2 separate regions of the Sus scrofa genome follow, and region 1 is linked to region 2. A link is a contact called in public Hi-C data. All regions are on one chromosome and are shown on one strand. Each heading gives the region's core, a stretch centred on a gene start, on an enhancer-like site or on the middle of the called end of the contact. The rest is flanking DNA. Distances are from core to core; before and after follow the strand shown. Region 1 holds the start of CPT1A (carnitine palmitoyltransferase 1A (liver)). Region 2 has its middle 15 kb from the start of IGHMBP2.

Region 1 (5,396 bases), core at 2,227-4,726, 42 kb before region 2:
CTACTTACCTGATTCACAAAAATCAAATGGTGTTTCACCATTAACAAACAAATGACAGGCTCCGCCTTTTTTTACACATATTTCTCTCTAGACATTTCGACAGCAAGCATTAGCAAAGAAGCTCTCTGTTGAAGAGCCTGCGCCCTCAGAGGCTGCAGGGGATGAGCTAACAGTACGAGTCACCCCCCACTAGGGAAGCTGAAACCTCAGGACCTCAGGGCTCCGCCCCAGGAAGAATTTCCAGACTGGCCCTTGAACCTGGTAGATGCTGGCCCTTAACCTGCTCTTTCTAAATTTGAGCCAGGGATGGCCCAGTTTACATCCATCGGTTTAGAGGGCTCAAGACACAGATCTTATAAAGACCAGATTATAAAGAGCTTTAAATAGCCAATGTTTCTAAATATAATCCAGCCTTAGGAAGACAGCCCACACTTGAGAGTAAGGTGAAAGTCTGAAAGCAGGAATGCAGCGGTGACCTGCCTGCTGAGGGGCAGACCTGCAGCTCCTGGAAACAAAGGGAGAAGAGCAACAGGGTCCCTGCCCGGCTCCCCCAGCCCCAAGGCAGACTTGGAGCCTGGCAGGCATCCAATCCATGCATGCGTCCAGTACAGGCACTTGTATCCTGGGCCTTGCAGACGCTTATAAAGGCATGAGCCAGCATCCCCAGGCAGCTTGAGGCTGCAAGCGACTCAGCTGGACTCAGTGACTCTGGGCATCACAGGGCTTTGTGAATAAGGAGCAGCCTTCAGGACGAAGGGGCCCCCACTCAAAACAACGGAAGAAAGAGTACCCGCCAAGGTGCAGTGGGTGGAGAATCTGACTGCAGTGGCTCAGGGTCCCTGCAGAGGTACGGGTTCAATCCCCAGCCCAGCACAGTGGGTTAAAATATCCAGCATTACAGCTGCAGCACAGTTGCAACTGTGGCTCAGGTCTGATGCCTGGCCCGCTAACTCCATATGCCATGGGGCAGCCAAAAGAAGAAAACAAAAACAGGAGCTCCCGTTGTGGCACAGCGGAGACAATCTGACTAGTATCTGTGAGGACGCAGGTTCGATCCCTGGCCTCACTCAGTGGGTCAGGGATCAGGTGTTGCCGTGAGCTGTGGCATAGGTCACAGACATGCTCAGATCTGGCGTTGCTGCGGCTGTGGCGGAGGCCAGCGGCTGCAGCTCCAATTCGACCCCTAGCCTTGTAACTTCCATATGCTGTGGGTGTGACCCTAAAAAGCAAAACAAAAACAAAAACAAAATAAAAACAGAGAAGAAGATTCAGACCTTTCAGTTAAAACCACTTAATCGTTTCTTTGGCATGATCAGAAATTCAGCCCTGAGCTGTGAGTTTTGGCTCTTTTGGGTTTTTGGTTTTGGGGGCTGCTCCCGTGGCACGTAGAGGTTCCCAGGCCAGGGATCAAACCTGAGCCATAACACTGACCCAAGCCAGAGGAGCGACAATGCCGAGTCCTTCACCGCTAGGCCACCAGGGAACTCCAGAAATTCCCGTTTTGAAGGTCCAGCAGACAGGCTCTGTGGCCTGTCACTACGGGCCTCCACCTCGGGGCCAGACATGTCATGGTGGGTACCCCAAACCACAGCTGCTCTTCTTTTTTTTTTTTTTTTGTCTTTTGTCTTTTTGTCTGTTGTTGTTGCTATTTCTTGGGCCGCTGCCGCGGCATATGGAGGTTCCCAGGCTAGGGGTTGAATCGGAGCTGTAGCCACCAGCCTACGCCAGAGCCACAGCAACGCAGGATCCGAGCCGCATCTGCAACCTACACCACAGCTCACGGCAACGCCGGATCCTTAACCCACTGAGCAAGGCAGGGACCGAACCCGCAACCTCATGGTTCCTAGTCGGACTAGTTAACCACTGTGCCACGACGGGAACTCCGACAGCTGCTCTTCTTACCCCTTAGTCATCAGAGAGAGGGCCGCCAGGGACCACAAACTCCCCAGGACACGGGGAGAAAACGGACAAGAAAAACAGCAGGAAAAGCCTCACATGGAATGCAGAACAGCAACAGTTACGTTTGAAAAGACCCCAAAAAACAGCAGTACCTCGGCAGCCCCCCCCCCGCCCCCGAGATCTGAAAGGATTCCTTACGTGGCGTCGAGGGTCCGGTTGATCTTGGCGATTACCCCCAGCGAGGGGTCGATCTTGGCGTACATTGTCGACATGACGCCCACGACCACGATGAGCCAACTGGAAGGACTGGCCGGGAACACGCCGGTGATGATGCCATTCTACCGACAGACACGGGGCGCGTGAGCGACAGCCCTCCCGGGGGTGGGGGCCGGGAGCTGTCGGGGGCGGGGGGCTGGTTTACGCAGGTGGGCAATGACCACGCGGTCGCTGCTGGAAACCCTCCCCCGAGCCTCCAGCCCCCAGGCCTTCCACCTTCGGCTCCTTTCCTTCCTCTGCTTCGTGTGCATCTAAACCCTCCTTAGAGCCGCCTCCCCGGAGAGCGACCACCCCAGGACCGCTACCACCTCCCCGGAGAGCGACCGCCCCAGGTTGGTTTAACACACAATGTAACACACAAGTCCTGGGGCTCCATCCAGGCTGACTCAGGACACTGGCCACCCAGACAACCCTCAGGTCCCTCCCGCAACCTGCTACGCCCAGGGTGCCCCAAGACCTCCCCCTGCCCAGAGCCAAGCCCCCTTAGACTCCTGAACCAGACACCACCTAACCCTGAGGCATTTAAGGGAGATCGCCCCCCACGTGGGGAATTCACCCGAAGAAGCTGCAGCCAAAGCCCCGCCTGGAGTCGGGGGTGGGGGAGTGGGGTATGACACAAAATGGGCAAAATGCTGAGAGTCGCTGCTTCCAAAACAAATTTAAAAAATAAAGTTCTTGGCGTTCCTTCTGTGGCATAGCAAGTTAAGGATCCGGTGTTGCCACCGGTGTGGCAGAGGTCACAGCTCTGGCTCGAATTCAGTCCCTGGCCCAGAAACTTCCTTATGCCGAGGGTGCAGCTGAAAAAGGAAAAAAAAAGCAAAAACCCTTACTGAAGCCATCTTAGTAAGAGATTGATTTGACTGAAACAATGGATTAAAAACCTCTCAAAGCGTTATCGAATTCTCTCTGGAGAGACTTGTGACCCTAAGTCAGATGCTTAATCAACTCAGGCCACCAAAGAACTCCTTAAACAATTCTTTTTCTTCTTTTTCTTCTCTTGCCTTTTTAGGGCTGCACCCATGCCATATGGAGGTTCCCAGACTAGGGTTGAATCGGAGCTACAGCTGCCGGCCTGCACCACAGCTCACGGCAACGCCAGATCCTTAACCCACTGAGCAAAGCCAGGGATCGAACCCGCAACCTCACCTTGAATCTGATGAACTTCTTCTTCCAGGAATGAAGTCCAGACAGATAGATCTGCCTGAGGGCCTCATGGCTCATTCGAAGGTCGATCCCATCCGGAGTGACCGTGAACTGAAAGGCCACGGCTTGGTGAGCCTCTGCCATGGTGAGCAGTAGCCTGGAGAGACGAGGGGAGAAATGACTATTTACTGGGGCTTAGAAAAGCCCTTACTTGTATAGACACGAAAGCCGTTCTGAATTTAAGCGCTTCCTCCCATTTGATAGATTGATTTTTCATCATCCGTCCAATTCTGTGATGGCCCCTCCTCCGCCTGTCCAGAGGGACACAGACAATCGCCGCCTCTGCTTGGAGGCCCTGGGGGACAGCGGGGTCCGGAAGTGGAACATCCCCCCCACCCCCCCACCCCCTGCCTCACTCCCCACTCCCACCCCAGCCCTAGCCTTCCCACTGATCTCTGCCCCCCTGCCTCCTGGGGGCAGCTGCCCGGGCCACACCCAGCTGCCACACCGAAGCTGGTGGCTGTTTAGCAACTTGTACTGCAAATAATCCCATTCCTGCTGGCCAGCCAGCCTGGAGGCTGGCACAGAAAGTCCACAAACAGTCCCCAGGGGACCTGATCCCTTATCTCCAGGTGCAAACACAGACGGACACAGAATGCCTTGGCCTCACGCGTGTGGTTGCTGCTCAGAGAAACTGCTTTAGGCTGCACAGGAAAACCAGATGCCCAGAACCCTTGGGGGGAGGGAGGGGACAGGACAGGCCCCGCCTTCCTCCCCTGAGACTGCTGGAATCAAAATGATGTCAACAGCCCGAGGGGCCAAGGACCACCTCCCTAGGGGCAGGCCTGGCCCCTCTGTTAAAGCTCCTTTCATTTCCCCATTGGGCATCTTCTGAGTCCATCTTCCCACCTGGCAGGATCCTGACGCACCTGTTCCCTCGGTCCTTCCCAACTGGCCCTCGCCACCACCAGCTCCTGAACTCTGTGCCGAGCACGTGTGGATAAAAAAGGAGCTAAAAAAGCCATAATGGGGAACCACAAAAAAACACCCAAAATTGTAAGTGTGTATCTGCCTCACCCTCTAGTTCTCCTTTTCTCCCGACTTAAGAAGCCCCCCGTGCGCAGGTGCCGGACCATCCAAATCAAGGAGAAGGGGTTTCAGAGCCACCCGGGCACAAACGTCAAACTTAGTTTTCACCACTACTCAGGACAAACAATTCCAACTTTCAATCATTCGCCTGTTCGACGAGAATGTGTCGACCGCCCTGGAGGTACAGGACAGGGGCACGGACAGGGGACACTGGCACTGCCCTCCCACAGCTGGGGGGCGGGGCAGGGCGAAAGAAGAGGGGGTGACAGAGGGGACCTCCCAGGTGACAGGATCAACCAGGAGATGTCCAGAAGGAGAAGCCAGAGGGAACAACGTTCAGGCCCGGAGGCAGAGCTGTGAAAGGACTGGAGTGCGGTCAGGGTGGCAGCTAAGGTGGAAGGCAGGGCGGCTGGGCTCAGGGTCGGGGAGGGAGGGTGCCTGGGCTCAGGGTCGGGGAGGGAGGGTGCCTGGGCTCAGGGTGGGGGAGGGAGGGTGCATGGGCTCAGGGTGGGAGAGGGAGGGTGCCTGGGCTCAGGGTCGGGGAGGGAGGGTGCATGGGCTCAGGGTGGGGGAAGGAGGGTGCATGGGCTCAGGGTGGGAGAGGGAGGGTGCCTGGGCTCAGGGTGGGGAAGGCAGGGTGCCTGGGCTTAGGGTGGGGGAGGCGGGGCAGCTGCACTCAGGATGGGGGCTAACTTCCCAGAAGGGGGCCCCAAGGCAGCCAAGTTCCTTGCCAAGGACAGTGGACAGCATCCAAAGGCCCTAAGTCAGGAGATCAGTTCCTATGTCTATTCTGAAGTCCGCTCAGGGAATTCCCTTTGTGGTGCAGCAGACGAATCCAACTAGGATCCATGAGGATGCGGGTTTGATCCCTGGCCTCACTCAGTGGGTTAAGGATCCAGTGTTGCTGTGGCTGTGGTACAGGCCAGCACCTGCAGCTCTGATTGGACCCCTAGCTGGGAACTTCCATATGCTTCAGGAGCAGTCCTAAA
Region 2 (5,556 bases), core at 2,898-5,397:
CGTCTGCAACCTACACCACAGCTCACGGCAACGCCAGATCCTTAACCGACTGAGCAGGGCCAGGGATTGAACCCACAGCCTCATGGTTCCTAGTCGGACTCGTTAACCACTGCGCCATGACGGGAACTCCGTACTCACAACTTCTTTATCCAATCCTCTGTCAGTGCTTCCATGTCTTGGCTATTGGTGCCTTTTATTTCCTGAGGGGCGTTCCCTCAGTGTGGTTTCTGCACAGAGGGTGCCTGGCCCCCCGTGTGGGGACCCTTCTGGTCACCCTCTGCCCCGGCTCCCTGCTTCTGCTGCTGCTGGTCCCTCGTGATCACCGTGTCTCTTCTGTGCTGACCAGTTGTTCCCAGCGCAGGCTGTTGGCACCACCCTGGGTCTGGAGGGGTTTCTGGTGCGTGCGGGGCTCTCGGCGGAGGGTGGGGCGGGGTGGGGGGGACGGAGGGCGGGGGGTGCGGTGGCGGGTGCGAGGGGGTTGAGGCTCCTGCAAGAGAAGGGCCCCGGGATGGCTTTACCATTTGCTGAGCCCCACAAGGCAAGATCGCTTTTCGTTCCCACAACAGGAAGGCGAGGGGGCTCCCTGGGCTTTGCTTCCTGTTTGAGGGGACAGGTGCTCCTTAACCTGTCTTAATGCCAGTTCCTTAACCCACTGGGTGAGGACAGGAAGCCTCCACAGTGTTCCACAGCCGGCACCTGCTGAGGGCCAGGCTTCCGGGGTCCAGATGTTAACTCCTATGTGCTCATCACATCTTTCTAATTTTCTGTGTTTCCGATGCTCTGGTGTTGGGGCCCTGACCCTGGAGGGACTGCCCCGTAGAACCCCCTTTTTCTTCTTCTTCTTCTTTCTAGGGCTACAACTGCAGCATAGAGAAGTTCCCAGGCTAGGGGTCGAACTGGAGCTGCCTCTGCAACCAACACCACAGCCCCAGCAATGCCAGTTCCTTAACCCACTGGGTGAGGACGGGGGTCGAATGGATACTAGCAGAAATCTTCACCAGCTGAGCCAGAATGGGGATTCAAGAACCAGGTCTTAGAGTTCCCCCTGTGGCGCAGAGGGATGGACAGCAGCTCTGGAGCCCTGGGATGCAGGTTTGATCCCCGGCTCAGCACGGTGGGTTAAGAATGAGGCCGAAGCAGCTGTGTAGCTTGCAGCTGTGGCTGGGATCTGACCCCTGGCCCAGGCATTCCATATGCCAAGGGTTGGCTTAAAATTAAAAAAAAAAAAAAGACAGAAAGAAAGAAAAAAAAAAAAGGACCGGTTCTTAGGGATTGTGAGCCACTTGCCCGAGGGCTTAGCTGTGCCCCCATCCCGCCCTCCTCCTCCGTGGGGCTCACACCAGGGCCCCTCCCCACCGCCCTCATCACCCCGGGGTGGGGACTGGGGGACTGGGGGCAGCTCCCACACCCAGCCACTGAGATGATGCAAAGCCCAGGCCTGTTCATCCTGTGTCACCTGCTTCTTGCCTCGGAGAGGACCGTAAAGCCTCTGCCCAATGTCCCCTTCGGGCCCAGCCTCCTGACTGCCTTTGATGCTTCTGGTCCTGCCCCCCACTGCATGGTCCGCCCTCCCCTCGGGAACTGTGCGTGACAGGCCACCTTTTTTTCAATGGCAGTCTGTCCTGATCTGATGGCCTCTTTATGCTTCAATAATAATAATAATAATAATAATAATAAAACCTGCCCTTTAAAGCAGGATGCTTGAGTTCCCTTGTGGTGCAGTGGATTAAGTTTCAGGCGTTGTCACCGTTATGGCGCAGACCACATGCATCCACATGCCGGGAGCGTGGCCTAAATAAACAAACAAATAAATAAATAAATAAAAGAGAGGGATACAGCTCCTGCAGGCCAGGAGCAGAAAGAGATGTCTGTAAGGCGATCGCCTGGCAGGTAGGTTGAGGTGACAGAGTACCATGGCGGCCGGGGGAGGGGTCTCTGCATCCTTCTGGACGCTGAGGCTAATGGCTGATGCCAAGTCCCCACCAAGCAAGGGCTGCCCTGTTCCCATTTGGCGGAGGAGCCTGCGGCTCGTAAAGATGAAATGGTTTGCCCATCGGAGCTGGGCCTCTGAGGCAGCTCGGTTGACCTGGGCAGCTGAAAGGACCCCGTGAAGAAACGCTGGGCAGCCCTGGCATGTGCGCACGGCCACTTCTCATTCGTGCCATTCATAGGTAACATTAAACGTGATAGTGGGGAGGGGGAGGGGCAGGAAGAACAGGTGGTTTTGTGTTGTGGAAGTTCCTAGACCAGGGATCAAACCTGAGCCATAGCAGTGGCAACGCCTTAAACTTCTGTGCCACCAGGGAGCTCCCTCTCAGTTTTCTGTTTCTTTCCTTTCTTTCTTTCCCTCTTTCTTTCTTTCCTTCCTTCTTTCTTTTTTATTCTTTTTTTTGCTTTTTAGGGCCACACCTTTGGCATATGGAGGTTCTGAGGCCAGGGGCTGAATTGGAGCTACAGCTGCCAGCCTACACCACAGCCACAGCAAAGTGGGGTCATAGCCGCATCTGCAACCTACACCACAGCTCATGGCAATGCTAGATCCTTAACCCACTGATCGAGGCCAGGGATTGAACCTGCGTCCTCATGGATTCTAGTTGGGTTCATTTCTGCTGCACCACAACGGGAACTCCCTCCTTTTTCTCTTTACAGCTGCACCTGTGGCATACAGACATTCCGGGCTAGGGGTTGAATTGGAGCTGCAATTGCTGGCCTACACCACAGCCACGGTAACACTAGATCCAAGCTGCAGCTTGTGGTAATGCTGGACCCTTAATCTGTTAGATCAGAACGGGGCGGGGGGGGGGGCTGGGGTTTGGCAGTGGTGGTTTTTTTTTGGGGGGGGCTATACCTGCAGCATGTGGAAGTTCCCAGGCCAGGGATCGAACCTGTACTGCAGCTGTGACCTATGCCACAGTTGTGGCAACACCAGATCCTTAACCCACTGCGCCACAGTGGAACTCCAATGATTTTAAAAGCTCCTGTGTGTACACTGGCTTCTCTGCCTGAGCACCCCGGAAAACTGTACCTTCCAGCACCCTGTTTGCTCTAGGCTCCTTAGAGACGTCGCCCAACCCTTCCGGGTTTTCCGTGAGTGAGAAATAAAACCTTCCTGTGTGAAGCCCCTGCAGAGAAAGGGTTTATCTGTTCTGGTTGCATTGCAGAGTCTGTCCCACGAAGATACCAGATGATTCTGAAGTGCAGCCAGCGCTGAGACTTGCTATCACTCCTCTGCAGTTTAGTCTTCAGCGCCCCGAGGCCAGAGCACCGGCAAACATCACTGTCATCAAAGCCTGGCCTGCCTGGGCCTCCCAGGCCAGGCGCATCTCTGCCCTTGGGGCTGCATCGTTCGTACCCCTTGCATGGTTTCCTCTTTGGCCTGCTGGCTCCAGACAGCCCTCACACAAAGCAATTCTATTATTTTATTTTCTTTATTTTTTTGGTCCTGCCCGCGGCATGCGGAAGTTACCACATCAGGGACCGAACCCACATCCCAGCAGTAAAAGCACCAGGTCCTTAACCACTAGGCCACCAGGGAACTCTTTGTTTTATTTATTTATTTAGTGGGGGTTACTTTAAGAGTCTCATGCTCTGCAACTGAGCTAGCCTGGCGACTGGCGGGTGCGGGGGTGGGTGGGTGGGATTTTTTTTTTTTTGGTCATTTTAGGGCCGCATCTGCAGCATATGGAAGTTCCCAGGCTAGGGGTCAAATCAGAGCCACAGCCACGTGGGATCAGAGTCTCATCTTCAATGTCCAGGGAGCAAACCTGAACCCTCATGGAGACTCGTCAGGTTCATTACTTGCTGCGCCACCCTAGGAAGTGATCTTCGGCCCTTGAGACCATTCCAGGACAGCCAGCCCTGGACTGGGGGAGGGCGGGACCCCGTCTGGCAATTCTGTTCCGCAGCCGGAGTTCTGTGCTGGGGCGGGGCGGGGCAGGGAACGCTGTGTTCCTGGAGGAAAGGGAGCAGAAAAGCAGCCGGCGTCCCGGGGGAGCTCTGGTGGCCTGGCCTCTGCGCCCCGCCCGCCTCTGCGGCGCTGCTGGCAGTGGGTGAAAGGGCACCGGGCCGCCAGGTGTGGCTCCTATCTCCCAGGGCCTGTCCCTGCAGGTTGGCGCCCTGACTCATCGTCGGAAGTGGCCCCAGGAGTCTGAGCCCCGGGGGGTGTGGCGATGCTGGGAGGAAGCCACCGCTGGGACAGCAGGAACCTGAGCAGCTTCCCCTCCCCCCCGCCGCCTCCCCACCGCATTATGATTTACATGTTGGAGGCTTCTAGAATTCTCTAACTCTGTCTTCCTCGTCCCGCCTGGAGCAGGGACTCCTCTCTTCCCCACATGCCTGCCGCCTCCGGCGGGGCCCCAGACCCACACACAGAGGAGCCACTTCAGCCCGCAGCGGGGCCCCGCGCCCGGTCAGCAGCATCGTGGGGCCGGGGTTCTGACACCTGCATCCCTGCCGAGGGCCAGGTGGGGTAGTGGACGCCCCGTGGACATTAGTGAATAAAGCAGATAGGTCCCTGCCTGGAGCTGGGGGCTAGTGGGGGAGGGAGGCGGGGAGAATCCGGGGACAGAGAAAGAGATGGGCTGACACCTGGAAGAAGATAGTGACCTGGGGAGGGACCCTCTGAGACGGACGGCCCCGCAGCCCCTTCTGAGCTAGTGACACGTCCCATTGGCAGCCAGGTACCTGGCTAGTGATGGAGGCCACGTCTGACCAAAGCCCTCGAGCCTGCTCCTGGGCCGTCCTGTGTCCCATCTTCCCCTCGCACTCGTGCCTTATGTGTGTCACCCCTACTCTCTCTCTGTCGGAGCTGGGACCCACTGGGAGGTTAAAGGGAACAGCAGCCTTGGGCCTCGGGCCACACCCTGAGAGGGTGAGCCCGGCGGTCCAGCAGAGCAAACTGGCTGGGTGGAGGGCAGAGCTCGGGCTGGGTGAGGCCAAGGTGGTGCCGGCAGGTGGGTGGCTGTGGTCACGGGGGCGGGGGGGGGATGGGTGGCTGGGTTAGTAACAGGGCGAGGGTGGGGTGAGGCGAGCAGGTGCCTGGAGGCCAGGGTGAAGCCCACACGGATGGCAGAGCAGCACAGCCTTCCGGTGAAAAAGGGAACAGAGAAAGCCCGCCTGGGTGATCCCAGCCGGCACTGGGCTGAGGCCGGAGCCTCCCGCCAACCCGAGGTGACCCAAAGTGTCCAGCCACCCGCCGAGAACAGCTGGGAGGGAGAAGAGTCATCAGAGACAACCACGGGGATCCAAGTTTTGCTCACTTTTTTTTTTCCCCAGTCAAGTGATGTGACATTAACCTGATGGTTTTTTTCACTGTTTAAAAAAAATTGCAGTAAAAATATAACATCCATTTACCAACTTGACCACTTTTAACGGACAATTCGGTGGCATTAATGACAGGCATCTTGTTGTGTAACTATCACACTATGTACTTCTGACCCATCTCTGCACGGACAAATTATTTCTGCTTTTGGCTAATTTTTTTTTTGGCTGCACCTGTGGTCTCTGGAGGTTTCTAGGCCAGGGATCAAACCTGCTCCAGGGTTGCGACGTCACCTA

The links. A called contact is a pair of places that touch in the nucleus more often than the background predicts.
Region 1: a contact with region 2 is called in a Hi-C map of liver, with 6 times the contacts expected there. The contact joins the promoter of CPT1A here to the enhancer-like site in region 2. A contact is called at or near these places in 1 of 5 promoter capture datasets (liver), 9 of 47 Hi-C or Micro-C datasets (alveolar macrophages, embryonic fibroblasts, epiblast stem cells and 4 more) and 1 of 2 datasets of contacts at active chromatin or transcription factors (skeletal muscle).

Annotation. Positions count from the first base shown.
Region 1 is chr2:4,248,722-4,254,117 of Sscrofa11.1, reverse strand. It overlaps CPT1A (carnitine palmitoyltransferase 1A (liver)), which reads right to left and starts at 3,476. Exons shown (of 20, transcript NM_001129805.1): 1 at 3,322-3,476; 2 at 2,098-2,237. The coding sequence starts at 3,462.
Region 2 is chr2:4,207,047-4,212,602 of Sscrofa11.1, reverse strand. No RefSeq gene overlaps it. Among named protein-coding and RNA genes, the nearest start is that of IGHMBP2, 15 kb to the right of the region's middle. Within about 2 kb of position 4,147, at least 30 of the 83 cell types and tissues checked have an H3K27ac peak or open chromatin away from gene starts, as enhancers often do. A contact at or near this core is called in epiblast stem cells, liver, retroperitoneal adipose tissue and 1 more, where this site is marked.